4 separate regions of the Mus musculus genome follow, and regions 2, 3 and 4 are each linked to region 1. The links are chromatin contacts, called in public HiChIP or PLAC-seq and promoter capture Hi-C maps. All regions are on one chromosome and are shown on one strand. The core of a region is the stretch at or near the end of the contact, and the rest is flanking DNA. Distances in the headings are between cores, read along the strand shown. Region 1 holds the start of Spata2 (spermatogenesis associated 2). Region 2 holds the start of Stau1 (staufen double-stranded RNA binding protein 1). Region 3 overlaps Ptpn1 (protein tyrosine phosphatase, non-receptor type 1). Region 4 overlaps Kcnb1 (potassium voltage gated channel, Shab-related subfamily, member 1).

Region 1 (2,939 bases), core at 117-2,616:
ACTGGAATGCCAAGCCATACCAGGCTGGCAGGGGGAAAAAAATAAAGCTCTGTGAATATCCGGAACACATAAGCAGAAGGATGCTTAGTGCCATCGGCTCTGGGTGGCACCTCCTGCACTTATCTGGGCCCCTTTGTAAAGCAATTCAGTGAAGACGAGGCTGGCGCACAGTCGCCAGGACCCAGTGTGGAAAGCTGAACGCATTTAAAATTCAGCTAAACAGAACCAAAATAATCCGGGAAGGAGAGCAATGGTTCACCTTTATCTTTGCTGGCCCACTCAAGAAAAATAAGCCCCGTGGCAACGCTGAAATGCATTCCCTCTCTATACTGGCACATGCTATTTGGGTCCCAGTTCTCCAACTACATGTTTACACATCCCTGATCCAGCTTCAGTCTCCACACAGGATCAGGGATGTGGCTCTACCACCGTTCCCTCCTCCCAACCTCTATGCATTCATTCTAAGCAAGAGGCTCCCAGATCCACCCCTGGCATCTCCTACTGGCTGTAAAACAATACAAGGGCCCTACACCCCTACTAGCCTACAGAAACACTGCCACCGGGGCCTTCCAAAGCTCTGAAAACAACCTTGGCTGTGCTGGAGCCTGGCTTCCCTCCCCGGAGAGCCTCTCTCGGTTCTGAAGGGAGCCAAGTCCCCTCTCTACAGGGAATGTAAACCTGTGGCGGCTACTCCAAGCTCTGCGAGCCGTCTTCCTCTGACCGACATGGCAGCGGGGAAAACGCCCAAGCTCAAAGGAAGGAGTTCCCACTGGTGGTGTCTTTTGTCGGTGGTGCTGGGGACTAGGGTCAGAACCCAGGGCATCGCACAAACTGGGCAAGCTCTCGCAAACGCCCCTCCGTCTGTCACTGAAATACCGGGACCTGTCATAACATCGCTGCTGCACCCCGACACCGTGCAACACCCGGGTCCTCTTTCCACGCCCACCGCGGGCCCGGAAGGCCGCCGCGTCCCTCCTCCATAGACCGGGAGACCAAGGATCCCGAAGCAGAGCGACTCAGCCAAGGTCACTCGGTAAATCCAAAGCTAGATCAGCCTCCCCTCCCTACTGAGAGCCATAGCGCGGTGCCTGCCCCCGGGGGCGCCGGGGGCGCCGGGGGCGCGTGTGCCATCACCGGGGAGCCAGTGCTGCGACCAGCCGCCCGGAGCCGCCGCGGCCGCGGGACAGAGCCGAGGGCCTGGCCGGTGACAGCGCGCGCAGGGGTCCACCCTCCTGCCCCACCCGCACTCACCCACCGCTGCCTGCCAGGAAAGCGAGCGCCTCCAAAGCACAGGCCCACACGGCCCGGCCGCTCCCGCCGGCTCCGGGAACCGAGAACAGTACCGGGGGCAAAAGCAGCCCGGAAGTATTTGTTCCGGAAGTGACGCACGAAGGCGGGCCCTGAGGAAGGCTGGATCGCGGCTGCGCGCTGGGCCCAGGCGTGAGCGGCGGAAGCCTGTGGCGAGCTGGTGTACGCGAGGAACGGAGAGGCGGCGGCAGTAGGCGGAGGGCAAGCGCTTCTCCGTAGAACCGGACCTCACTCCTAGGGACCGCGGGGAGGCACGAGCGGAACCCGGAAGCAAATTAACTGGAAGTGACGCGCGGAGCTTCACCGACGCTGGCTGGCCGGGTTGTCATGGAAACAGGTTGCTGAGCGAGCGGGGAGATTGGTTTTTGTTTTCTTGGGGTTTTTTTTCACCTCATCAACTTCCCCTTGGTCAGGACAGTGCTGGAGAGCCCGGACTGACAGGAAGACCTGCGATCCCATTTCAATGAAGGAACGACGGAGGTCATGCGAGACTGGAGAGGGCCTTGGGTGTTACTGCTGGCTATGGAGGTTAAGGATGCCGGTGGGGTGGGGTGGCGGGGTCAAAAAGGCTTAGGAGAGGGCTCTGCAGTTTGCACTTGTTGCTTGCAGAGTACCTGGGTTCCGTTCCCAGCACCCACGTGGCGGGTTACAACCATCCATTAACACCAGTACCAGCGGATCTGACCTCTCACCTCCACGGTTATCTGGCATGTACGTGATGCACATAGGTAGATTCAGGCAACATGCTCATATAGGTAAAAGGAAATTGCTACATAGGGAAACTCTTTCTCAAGTAATAACTGGGCATTATTATTATTAATGGAAATAGTAGATTCCTATTAATTCATAGACGACCTCACTGTGTGGTTCTGTAATCCTAACTATTTGGAAAGCTGAGTCAGGAGGAGTGTGAGTTTAAAGCTAGGGTGAGTAACTTATCGAGCTCCTCCCTCAAAAAAATAAATAAATAAATAAAAGGTTGGAGCTGCAGCCCAGTCCTAGAACCCTTGTCTAGATTGTGTGTATTTCCTGGGTTCCATTCCAAACAAGGAAAAAAAGAGGGTGGGGAGACACCCAGTGTGGACTTAACTGGCTACTAGCAGTGTGTCCTTGATCTTGCCACTTAGTCTCTGACCTGCATCATAATACCTGCTAAAAGCAATAGCAACAACAACAATAATAATACCAGCTCCCTGGTGAGATGTAGCCAGAATGAATTACATAGAAACTGCTAGCCAGGCAGTGGTGGTGCATGCCTTTAATCCCAGCACTTGGGAGGCAGAGGCAGGCAGATCTCTGAGTTCGAGGCCAGCCTGGTCTACAGAGTGAGTTCCAGGACAGCCACGGCTATACAGAGAAACCCTGTCTCAAAAAAACCAAAAAGAAAAAAAAAAAAAGAAAAGAAAAGAAAAGAAACTGCTTAGTTGGCCGGAGAGATGGCTCAGTGGTTAAGAGCAATGACTGCTCTTTGGAAGGTCCTTAGTTCAAATTTGAGCAACCACATGGTGGCTCACAACCATCCGTAATGAGATCTGATGCCCTCTTCTGGTGTGTCTTGAAGACAGCTAGTGTACTTACATATAATAATAAATAAATCTTTGGGCCAGAGTGAGCAGAGGTCCTGAGTTCAA
Region 2 (2,939 bases), core at 229-2,728, 500 kb before region 1:
AGCCTGGTCTACAGCACAAGCTTCTTCTTCCAGGAGAGCCAGGACTGTGCCGAGAAACCACGTCTCAAGCAAGCAAGCAAGCAAGCAAGCAAACAGAATTATTACAGCTACAAGCAATTGAAAACAGTGACCTTAAAAAAGGCATACAATACAATGGGCAAAACGCAAAACGGAACAAAATAAAAGCTTCGCCCATAAGTAGGGAGGTGAGGCCAGAGCTTAAGAGAAACTGATAACTAGGGAGGGCCTCAGCTAAAGAAAGTTAAGAGCTACAGATGCGAACCAGGAAACCACGGTTTTCGAATCTTTGCATACTCCACCTCCAGAGCCTGACACACAAGAAGGCTCCAAAAAGGTCTGCTAAACCCAAGAGAAGCTTATGCCAGCAACTTTCTCATAAAAAGGAATGGCAATAAGGTTCTGGATGGTGGCAGGGAGACATGGGACAGGGTGCGGAGCCTAGGGGAGCCGGTGAAGTCCCTACAGCTGGTTTCACAGACATGATGATGGCTTTACATCCATACCCTGTCTGCTACAGTGTCCCCATTAAGCGCCCGCCCCTCTCTGGTGCCAAGCGAGCACAATGCTCAGGCACTGCCAGTGGGCACGCGGGATTCTTCTGCCTCGGAGAAAACCCTAGTGGAAAGGAAGGTCAACTTATGTTCCGTCTGCACCCTAAATTATACCTTCATATCATCTTAATAAATTATGCAAACGGCTTATTGGGACACGACGTGGGTCTGGCACACTGATAAGCACTTTACACGCCCCATTTCACTGCACAACTTCACAGCCTGAAGAGGCAGGGACCGGGTTGGGACAGGATTAATACTATTCCCCCTCCTTCTCCCCCTCATAACAGAGACACAAAGAATACGAAGTGACTGACGAAGGGGGCCGAGCCGGGAATTGGCACCTCATCCCGCGGCTCGGCACTGGCCGCGACACTGTGCATAGCACCGAAACCCGGGGGGCCTCCGGACCGACGCTGCCCCTGCCCGCCCGCGCCCCCCGCGTTAACTCCGGCACAGGGCCCACGAGCGGCGCGGAGGGCCCGCCTCCTCCGGGAAGGCCCCGCAGGCGGAGACGGGCCTGGGCCGCGGCTCGCGCGCCCGCAAGGCCTAGCCCACCCGCCGCCCACCTCCCGCTGACGCCGTGCCTGCGTGGGTCCTTCCGCGACCCGCTCCGACCCGGCCCGGACCGGCCGCCTTACCTGGCTGCTTCCCCAGAGCTCGTCCCGGGGCCGGCGGTCTTGGGCGGCGGCGAGGAGGTGAAGAAGCAAGTGAAGACGGCGAGGAAAAAGGGACCGACCAGAGGAGGGAAGAGGCGGAGTGGCGGAGGCGAAGGCGGGCGCCGCCAGGCCGGGGCTCAGAAGAAGGGGGAGCGCACACAGACGCGACGACAGCCAGCGCAAACGCTGAAGAGCGGCTCGGGGCCCGCAGCCTGGCAGGAAGTGACGGGGGAGGGGCCGCGCCCGCCCCCGGCCCCCGCCCGCCTCCATGCCGGCCCCACCCCCTACACACCGCGGCAGGAACCACAAGTCCCAGCGGGCGCCGCGTCCCGCATGCGCTCTCTAGGCACGCAAGGCCCACAAGGGCCGGGCACGGCTGCGCTGGGTCCGAGGCATGTTGGGAGTTGTAGTTTCCCAGGAGCTCGGTCTCGGCAGGGAATACAGGCCTCGCTTCCTTTCTTTTCTAGGCTTTCTGTTCCCTTCCTACAGTCACCCCTTTTTCCCTACGCTAACTTTTGTTAACCTGCTGCTGCGTGCAAGACCGAAAGCTGAGAATACAGTGAGAATGCACAAGTCCCTGCCCTTATGGAGTTTACTGGGGAAGTCAGAGTAAATGAAGTCTGAGCCGAAAACAGACAAGCACAAGTGCTGTCTGGTTCCTTTCCCGCAGCTCTAAACTGAGTGTGGTTCTGTGGACAAGAGGCTGGTGTGGGCTTGTTTAGTGTAGTCCTGGGGATTGAAGCAAACTTCTACCGCTCAGCTCCATCTTCACTAGTCTTATAGCTTGGGTTTTCTTGCCTTGGTGTTTTGAGTTCAGGCATCCACGGAGTCCAGTGCTGGCGTTGCCTGCCTGGTGTAGGAGTTTCAGGCAGTTGTGAGGTAGATCCTCTTCAAGTGTTCTTAACTGTTAGCCACCTATCTCTCCAGCCCTATAGCAACCCTTTTATGTAGCAACCCTTTTATGTAGCGGGGGAGACAGGTCTTTAGAATTAGATGGGGTCCTTACCGGAGGTTGTGGGAGCTGAGTCGCTGGCATCCTCTGGGCTTTTTTTTTTTTTAAGATTTATTTATTATTATTTGTAAGTACATTGTGAAGAGGGCATCAGATCTCATTATGGATGGTTGTGAGCCACCATGTGGTTGCTGGGAATTGAACTCAGGACCTTTAGAAGAGCAGTCAGTGCTCTTAACCGCTGAGCCATCTCTGTAGCCCCCCTCTGGGCTTATTTTAAGTGGTGCCTGTGGTTGATGCACCTAGGTAAACATCATAGCTAGATACCCAAGACTCCGGGTTCCATCCCTACCCCAAAAGGGGAAAAAAAAAAAAACCTAGCCAGTTGGTGGTGTCTGGAAACACAAACAAACAAACAAATAAATAAATAAAAATAGCATGCCTAACAGCCCAGTCTCCTTGCCAAGGCACTGTGGCTGACTTTGCATGAATTCATGATGACGTCTGCTGTAGCTAAAAAGACCCTCCTCTGACTTGCAGAGACACTGGGGGGCGCCTTTATCTGAATTAAGTCTTCTTAGTTTGCTTTTTGTAAAACCCAGTGACACTGAGTTCCAGAACCAGCCGTTCCTTCCAGTTCCCAGCCAACTCCGCTAAGTAAGCAACACATAGGCAGTTAGGGCAGTGAAGATGCCCACCGGGTAAAATGTGCGTATTTACGCACAAAATAATCAATTTTGGTGGGTTTGGGGTTTT
Region 3 (2,939 bases), core at 202-2,701, 470 kb after region 1:
CATACTTCTGTCTCCTTGTAATGTTGGGATTCTTAGAGTGTATACATGCCTGACATACAGTCCTGTGTTCTGCCTAGACGTGAAAGGTCACCTGCACTTCTCCATGTAGGCTGACAGCTGAGATCTGAAGAGTCTCTTCCTGGTGTGGGCACAGTGCCAGGCTGCGTCTGGATGGCCTGAAGGAACGCCTGCCTGTGTGGAGCCTCATGCCTGCCTGCTTGCTTGGAATAGAATAGCCTCTCGGTCCCAGCTTGGGACTTTATTTTAAAGACTTACTTGTTTTATTTATATGAGTACACTGTAGCTGTCTTCAGACACACCAGAAGAGGATAACAGATCCCATTACAGATGGCTGTGAGCCACCATGTGGTTGATGGGAATTGAACTCAGGACCTCTGGAGTAGCAGTCAGTGCTCTTAACCCCTGAGCCATCTCTCCAGCCTGTGACTTCATTTTTGTGGTTTCACAAATCCATTCCTTCCAGTGCTATCATGCCTTCATCTCTGTGCCTCCTTCATCCTTGGTCTCTCACATCAGGTAGGAAAGCATGTGGCCTCTAGAAGAAGGTGGCCAGTGAGTATCTCATATGCCTTTTTCTTGGTTCTGGTTAGCAGAGCCTCACACAGCTTTCCAGGGACTTGGGAAAATCTTGACCAACATTGTTGTGTTTTAGTGAGCTGTTTTCTGCTCGTTCACACTGCTAAGTATGCAGGGAGCATCCATCCATTGCGGAAGGAGAGCACTGTCACTTCAGATCAGGGATGTCACTGGTGTTTCATGTGGCCTCTCCCTTGGGACCTTGGAAGGAGGAAACACAGTGGGCAGACTGGTTCCTGCCAGGAAAATTGTAGATATTGCTCTTGCAGATGCCTGCCAATTCCTTGTTAGTCAACTGTCCCACTGTCCCCCGGCAGGCAGCCAAGAGCCGGGTGAAGTTCTTACTGGCCTGATAGAAAGCAGAAGGTAAACAAAACAGAAGTGAAAGTCGATTTTTTTAGCCAGTTCTCTTACGGGAACAGTTTTGTGGTTCTCAGCATTTTAGTAGACACTGGTTCCAATATGTTTGATTGACATCAATTACTGTAAGTCTGATTCATTTTCTCCCTATTGATTTCTGCCCAAGGTGGAATTCATGACATTTAACAGAAAATGTAAGTGATGTCTTTATCAAGGGCTGTAAAAATTAGGGTCAAAGCCAGGGACACTTGCAAGTCTAACTGCGAGTGTGTCATCCTAGTTACCCGTGTAATCTGTGTAAGGTGAGCGGCAGCCCGACGCTCTGGCCTGCCACACTGAACTCAGAATGCTGCTTCTAAATGCAGTGTGGGCCAGGGTCACTTCACCAGTGTGAAGCCATTCATTCATATCCACGCTCCCACCCCCAGCCAGTTCAGCCTCTCAAAGCTGTTATTCTCAGTGCTAAAACCACATCAGTCCTTAGGGACCAAAAGTCATTGTTAACATAATTATGTAAGTGGCTTGTTCTTGTAAATGGCTTGAGGTCATCAGCAGTGACAGAGGTCACTTTGGTATTTTTAAGGGTTAGGTGTTTTGAGCAGCTGTACAAGCAGGAGGACTGTTAGCAGCACAGTGCTGAAGCCCTGGAGTCCACTCTGGGAGCCTCTCCGAAACTGCTGCTTCTCTGAAGCCATATCACCACCGCCCACACCCACACCTCTGTTCCTCTCTGTGACTGCAGCTGCAGCCTGGGTATTTTGCCCCTGTAGTTATTCAGTAAACCAGGTGTGCTTGTGCAGACTCCCAGCGCTTGTCTGCTGGGATTATTAGTTCAAGGTCATCCTCAGCTTCATAGGGAGTTGGAGGCTAGCCTAGGCTATGTAATATGTAAGTACCTGTCTCAAACAAAACAAAGCAAGATACAAAGAATGAAGTATTGTTTTCCATTCAAAGACAGCCTCTGGTGATCTATCTATTCTGATTGTTCTTTGCTCCACAAAATTTTTCTTTCTCCTTTGTAGTTAGACCCGGTTAATAAAATCTGCTGTGCACTCACCACTCTGAGGTGCTTACACACAGCATCTTAGGTGAGCCAGAGACAAGCGTGTGTGCTCTCAGCCATGGCTGCGCCTGGGTTCCAGGAAGTGCTTGCCTCTCAGCCCCCACTGCCCGGTCTATCTGCCCTTCCTTCCTTCAGTCTCTCAGCTGACTATCTGAGAATCAGTATTTTCCCACACTATCAAGTAACACGCCAGCCCCTCAACTCAGATGCCATTTAGAGAGGAGTCGAGACTGGCCAGTGAGAGGAACTTGCTAGTCCCCGAATTCTACTTACATGTGGGGTTTTTGTTTTTCATTTATCAACAACTTCACACGGATGTATTACATATGTTGGTCACTTTGACCTCTCAGTGCTGCCTGGAAGCCCCTCCTCCTCCCAGTAAGACACCCTCCTGTTTCCATGTTGTGGGGATTGTTTTGCTTTTGTTTTTTGTGGTCCCTGAATTCCCAGTGTTGCTTGCATGAGCCTGGGTGGGGGCTGGATATTGGAAATAACAGTCAGTGCGGTAGCTGTTCTCCATTCTCTGCTTCAGGATCTGTTTTAGTAACCAGTTTGGTATTATCTTGTCAGGAGGTTGTGTGCGACAATTGCAGAAGCCAAACCAGGCCCCAGGAGTGTGCGTTCTGCAGCAGTTAGGATGGGCTTGATGGGTGTTCTCGGATGCATGTTCCCTCTGGGGCACTTCCACCCTGTGCCGGGAAGCATGCTGGGATAGAGTCAAAAGCTGTATACTTACGGTATTAGCATCAGCCTTTCGGTCAGTCGCAGGTTATGTTGAGGGCCTGCCCTGGCCTGGGTCTGAGATTAGAAATGAGGGCCTCTCTCTTAATGGACACCTGACTGCTTTCAGGAAGCCATCCTGCTCTGCCCTGTGGCAGACAGTTTTAAACAAATAATGCATTCTTCCATGGAGCAAGAA
Region 4 (2,939 bases), core at 233-2,732, 390 kb before region 1:
GGCCAGAAAAATGGCAACAGGAAATGCAGAGGTAAGTCTTCTTTCCAGGTGTGGCCTGGGCTGCTTTGGGCGGCCCTGGCCTAGAGACATGAAAGTATTTGGGGGTTGTCATATAAACAATAATAGGTTAGGAAACGCCCAAGGCTAGAGTGTTCTGTTGTCCTGCTGGGGGCCTCGGAGCCCCCATCTTCCTCCTGCCAACCTGTCAGATACACATACACAAAGTCTGTCTCCAAACGAGGATGTTCTAGAAGCTTTTCTGTGTACCCATCCCCCTTTGATTCAGTGCAGGCTGTGGTTATTTTACTCGAGACAAAGTTGGCAGAGAAACAAGGAAAAGAGATCTATTTATATATCTATACCTACCTATCTATATAGAGATACCTGGCTTTAGGGACCCTTTTCTGTGATGAACTTTAAATATGTCCTTGTTCAAGGACTAGACATTCCAGCCATGACCAGAGTCAGACAAATACATAATTATAAATATTGACAATACATTACAGTTGTATAGAAGAGGATGCTGTTGCGTCTTGTTTCCTCCTTAGAGATGTGGATCTTCTCGGGAGAAGGGACAGAGACAAGGCTGCAGCTACAGAACACAGAGGAGATGAAGAGAAGGTGAGACTTGGGAGGAAAAAGAGCTCCTATTCCCAGCAACTGTCAGGGTGAGTGGAGCAGGTTAAGGGTGGCTTCCTCATTACTTTGGCGTTTCCTCTCTCCTCGATGACAAATATTCTCTCCTCCTTTACTCTCTCTCTCATCTAAATGTGCTTAAGGTAGAATACCAGAGAGAGATCTGTTGCCCCAGATCTGCTGCTTTGGAAACATCCAAAAATGAAAAGGCAAAAGAACTGGCTTGTCCTCACCTTGTCCACAGTAAGGCTTTCCCGGTGCGACAGGTGCGCACAGCAGTCCGACGCCTGGCCTTTTCTGATGACGTGGTGGATGCTGGGACTCCGATTCAGCTGGCTTTTTGATAGTCCTGTTGATTTCATAACCGGACCGGGAGATCTCCGCCTCCAGCCCCTGGAGTTATTTGGGTATCTCACTTCCTTTTGCTCTGGTTGGGTCAGGCCAGGTGGACCACCATGTTCAAGTGGCCTCTGTCCCCATCCCCTGGCTCTTGTCTTCACTGCTGAGACCCATCTGTCAGATTCATCTTCATCTTGGCAACCCAAGATTTCCCAGTGCGTGTAAACACATGTACCCGGGTCAGGTACATGCGGCCTGAGACTCTGTGTTCCTTTTTAGCCCATGGAGGGTTGGTAGAAAAATTTATAATATTCTAACTTGAGTTACACTTGTGTGGGGGAAGCTATATTCCCACAGTTCACACAAATATAAGTGAAAGGAAAAAAAAAAAAAACGCCAACAAAAACCAAAATGGAAAACTCTTCTTTTGCTTCGTCTATACTGTTTTGATGGTTGTCTCTATAGGAGTTCTGTCAGACTCTGCCTATGCAGCTAGGAAAGGTATTCTGGATTCATCATTTTCTCGGTATAATGCTACTTTAAAGTCAGACAAAACACAAGAGGGAGGGACAGCCAGGTCCTACACAAGGCAGAAAGGGCCTTTGGTTACAAGAAAAGTCGCACCAAGTGGTTCTTAAAAAAGAAAGCAATCATTTCTACACTGTACACCCGCCGTCGGCTTAACCAACCAATGAAATGCCTTGGTTTAAAGAAGGGGGGCGGTAACTTCCTTCTGGCTATTTATGGCTATGTTAAGACGTGTTTACTTCCTGATATGTAAAATAGACTATATCATCAGTAGGAGGTTTTTTTTTTTTTACAGATAGCTCTAAAAATATCTGAATCGGAAATCACAACTATTTACTTTTTATCAAAAAGCATTTGTTTGTTTCCCTGAATTTTCACATTTGTGCTGATGGGTGACTTATGAGCAACACAAAAGACAGACATGGAAGATGGTCAGCAGAAAGGTCCCACGATCATCGATCACCGGTCACACACAGGCCCCAGCGCCAGGCAGAGCTCAGCAGGGGGCCGTGGAGCCCCGCCCCCCTGCTTCCTGTCTCCAGGATGCCGCTGGTGCACGTGACCCGGCACTGTCTCAGCCCCTTTGCTCCTGTTTTGAGAAAGCTCTGAGGACGGATGGTGAGGCAGAGTCAACTTCTTATTTTCTTCATGAAAACAGCAAAATACCAAGCTGTGCCCTCTGGAGGGAGGGGGGACCCAGGTCTTTGGAGATGCTGAGAAGCGTCATGAACACTTTGTTTAAGGGTGGTGGGATGAGCCTTTAGCATCCTACCTGGGACAGGTGGCCTGACCGCAGCTATGGAAACAAGAGAAGGCAGAAGATCGTGATGTGCTACGTGTGCTGACGGGTGGATCATGCCATCGGACTGCTGGGCCGACCAGCCACACACGATACTGAGGACAGGTGACCATTATTGTCTTTGCTTCATCAGGAAGACATGCCCGTCACTGTTCTGAGGACAGGGAGGAGGACACTACAGCATTTGGGACATTACCCACTCACACTATAGTAAGAAAACCACATTGCCCTATTGTACCAGAGACAGGCTGACCAACAACATCGCCGTAACTAGAGCATTTGCGCAGACTGGTGTCACTGAGGAAGGGCCAACAATACTGTGCCACTGGGTCACAAGCAGGCGGGACGACGCCAGGTCAACGCTTGGACAGGAAGACTGACACCAGGAAGTGCACGGGAACCTCGAGGGATACACATGGGTACTTATTGCTTTTGGCTGTGCCGTCTGCCTAGATGGCCTCAGGGAGGAGCGTCGGGCTTTTGGGACAGACAGTAACATAGAACACACAATGGCCGGTTGACAAGAAAGAGCGGTACAACACCCGACACCCAACTCTTGCTGCGCCCTTCTGAGACGTTGTGTGTCTCTTGTACGCAGGCTTTAAGAGATCCCTGCCTCCGAAACCTGAGGACCTCT

What was found. Promoter capture Hi-C pulls out the DNA fragments that hold promoters and counts their contacts. HiChIP or PLAC-seq counts read pairs in DNA pulled down with a chosen protein or histone mark.
Region 2: a contact with region 1 is called in a promoter capture Hi-C map of pre-B cells, with 4 times the contacts expected there. The contact joins the promoter of Stau1 here to the promoter of Spata2 in region 1. A contact is called at or near these places in 3 of 39 promoter capture datasets (liver, pre-B cells and second pharyngeal arch cranial neural crest), 5 of 115 datasets of contacts at active chromatin or transcription factors (bone marrow-derived macrophages, extraembryonic endoderm stem cells, large pre-B cells and 2 more) and 1 of 9 other capture datasets (liver).
Region 3: an H3K27ac HiChIP or PLAC-seq map of microglia shows a contact between it and region 1, with 4 times the contacts expected there. The contact joins the enhancer-like site here to the promoter of Spata2 in region 1. A contact is called at or near these places in 1 of 115 datasets of contacts at active chromatin or transcription factors (microglia) and 1 of 9 other capture datasets (adipose tissue).
Region 4: an H3K4me3 HiChIP or PLAC-seq map of bone marrow-derived macrophages shows a contact between it and region 1, with 4 times the contacts expected there. The contact joins the enhancer-like site here to the promoter of Spata2 in region 1. A contact is called at or near these places in 2 of 484 Hi-C or Micro-C datasets (memory CD8 T cells and regulatory T cells), 12 of 115 datasets of contacts at active chromatin or transcription factors (the SCID.adh cell line, acute myeloid leukemia, astrocytes and 6 more) and 2 of 9 other capture datasets (embryonic stem cells and liver).

The regions. Positions count from the first base shown.
Region 1 is chr2:167,491,508-167,494,446 of GRCm38.p6, forward strand. It overlaps Spata2 (spermatogenesis associated 2), which reads right to left and starts at 1,367. Exons shown (of 3, transcript NM_170756.2): 1 at 1,252-1,367. It also overlaps a transcript of Rnf114 not described here.
Region 2 is chr2:166,994,821-166,997,759 of GRCm38.p6, forward strand. Stau1 (staufen double-stranded RNA binding protein 1) reads right to left here and starts at 1,479. Exons shown (of 12, transcript NM_001109906.2): 1 at 1,214-1,479.
Region 3 is chr2:167,958,085-167,961,023 of GRCm38.p6, forward strand. All of the region lies in intron 1 of Ptpn1 (protein tyrosine phosphatase, non-receptor type 1), which reads left to right. Among named protein-coding and RNA genes, the nearest start is that of Ptpn1, 27 kb to the left of the region's middle. Within about 2 kb of position 1,452, at least 174 of the 459 cell types and tissues checked have an H3K27ac peak or open chromatin away from gene starts, as enhancers often do. A contact at or near this core is called in adipose tissue and microglia, where this site is marked.
Region 4 is chr2:167,100,224-167,103,162 of GRCm38.p6, forward strand. It overlaps Kcnb1 (potassium voltage gated channel, Shab-related subfamily, member 1), which reads right to left. Exons shown (of 2, transcript NM_008420.4): 2 at 1-2,939. Among named protein-coding and RNA genes, the nearest start is that of Gm39984, 22 kb to the left of the region's middle. Within about 2 kb of position 1,483, at least 115 of the 459 cell types and tissues checked have an H3K27ac peak or open chromatin away from gene starts, as enhancers often do. A contact at or near this core is called in the SCID.adh cell line, bone marrow-derived macrophages, memory CD8 T cells and 3 more, where this site is marked.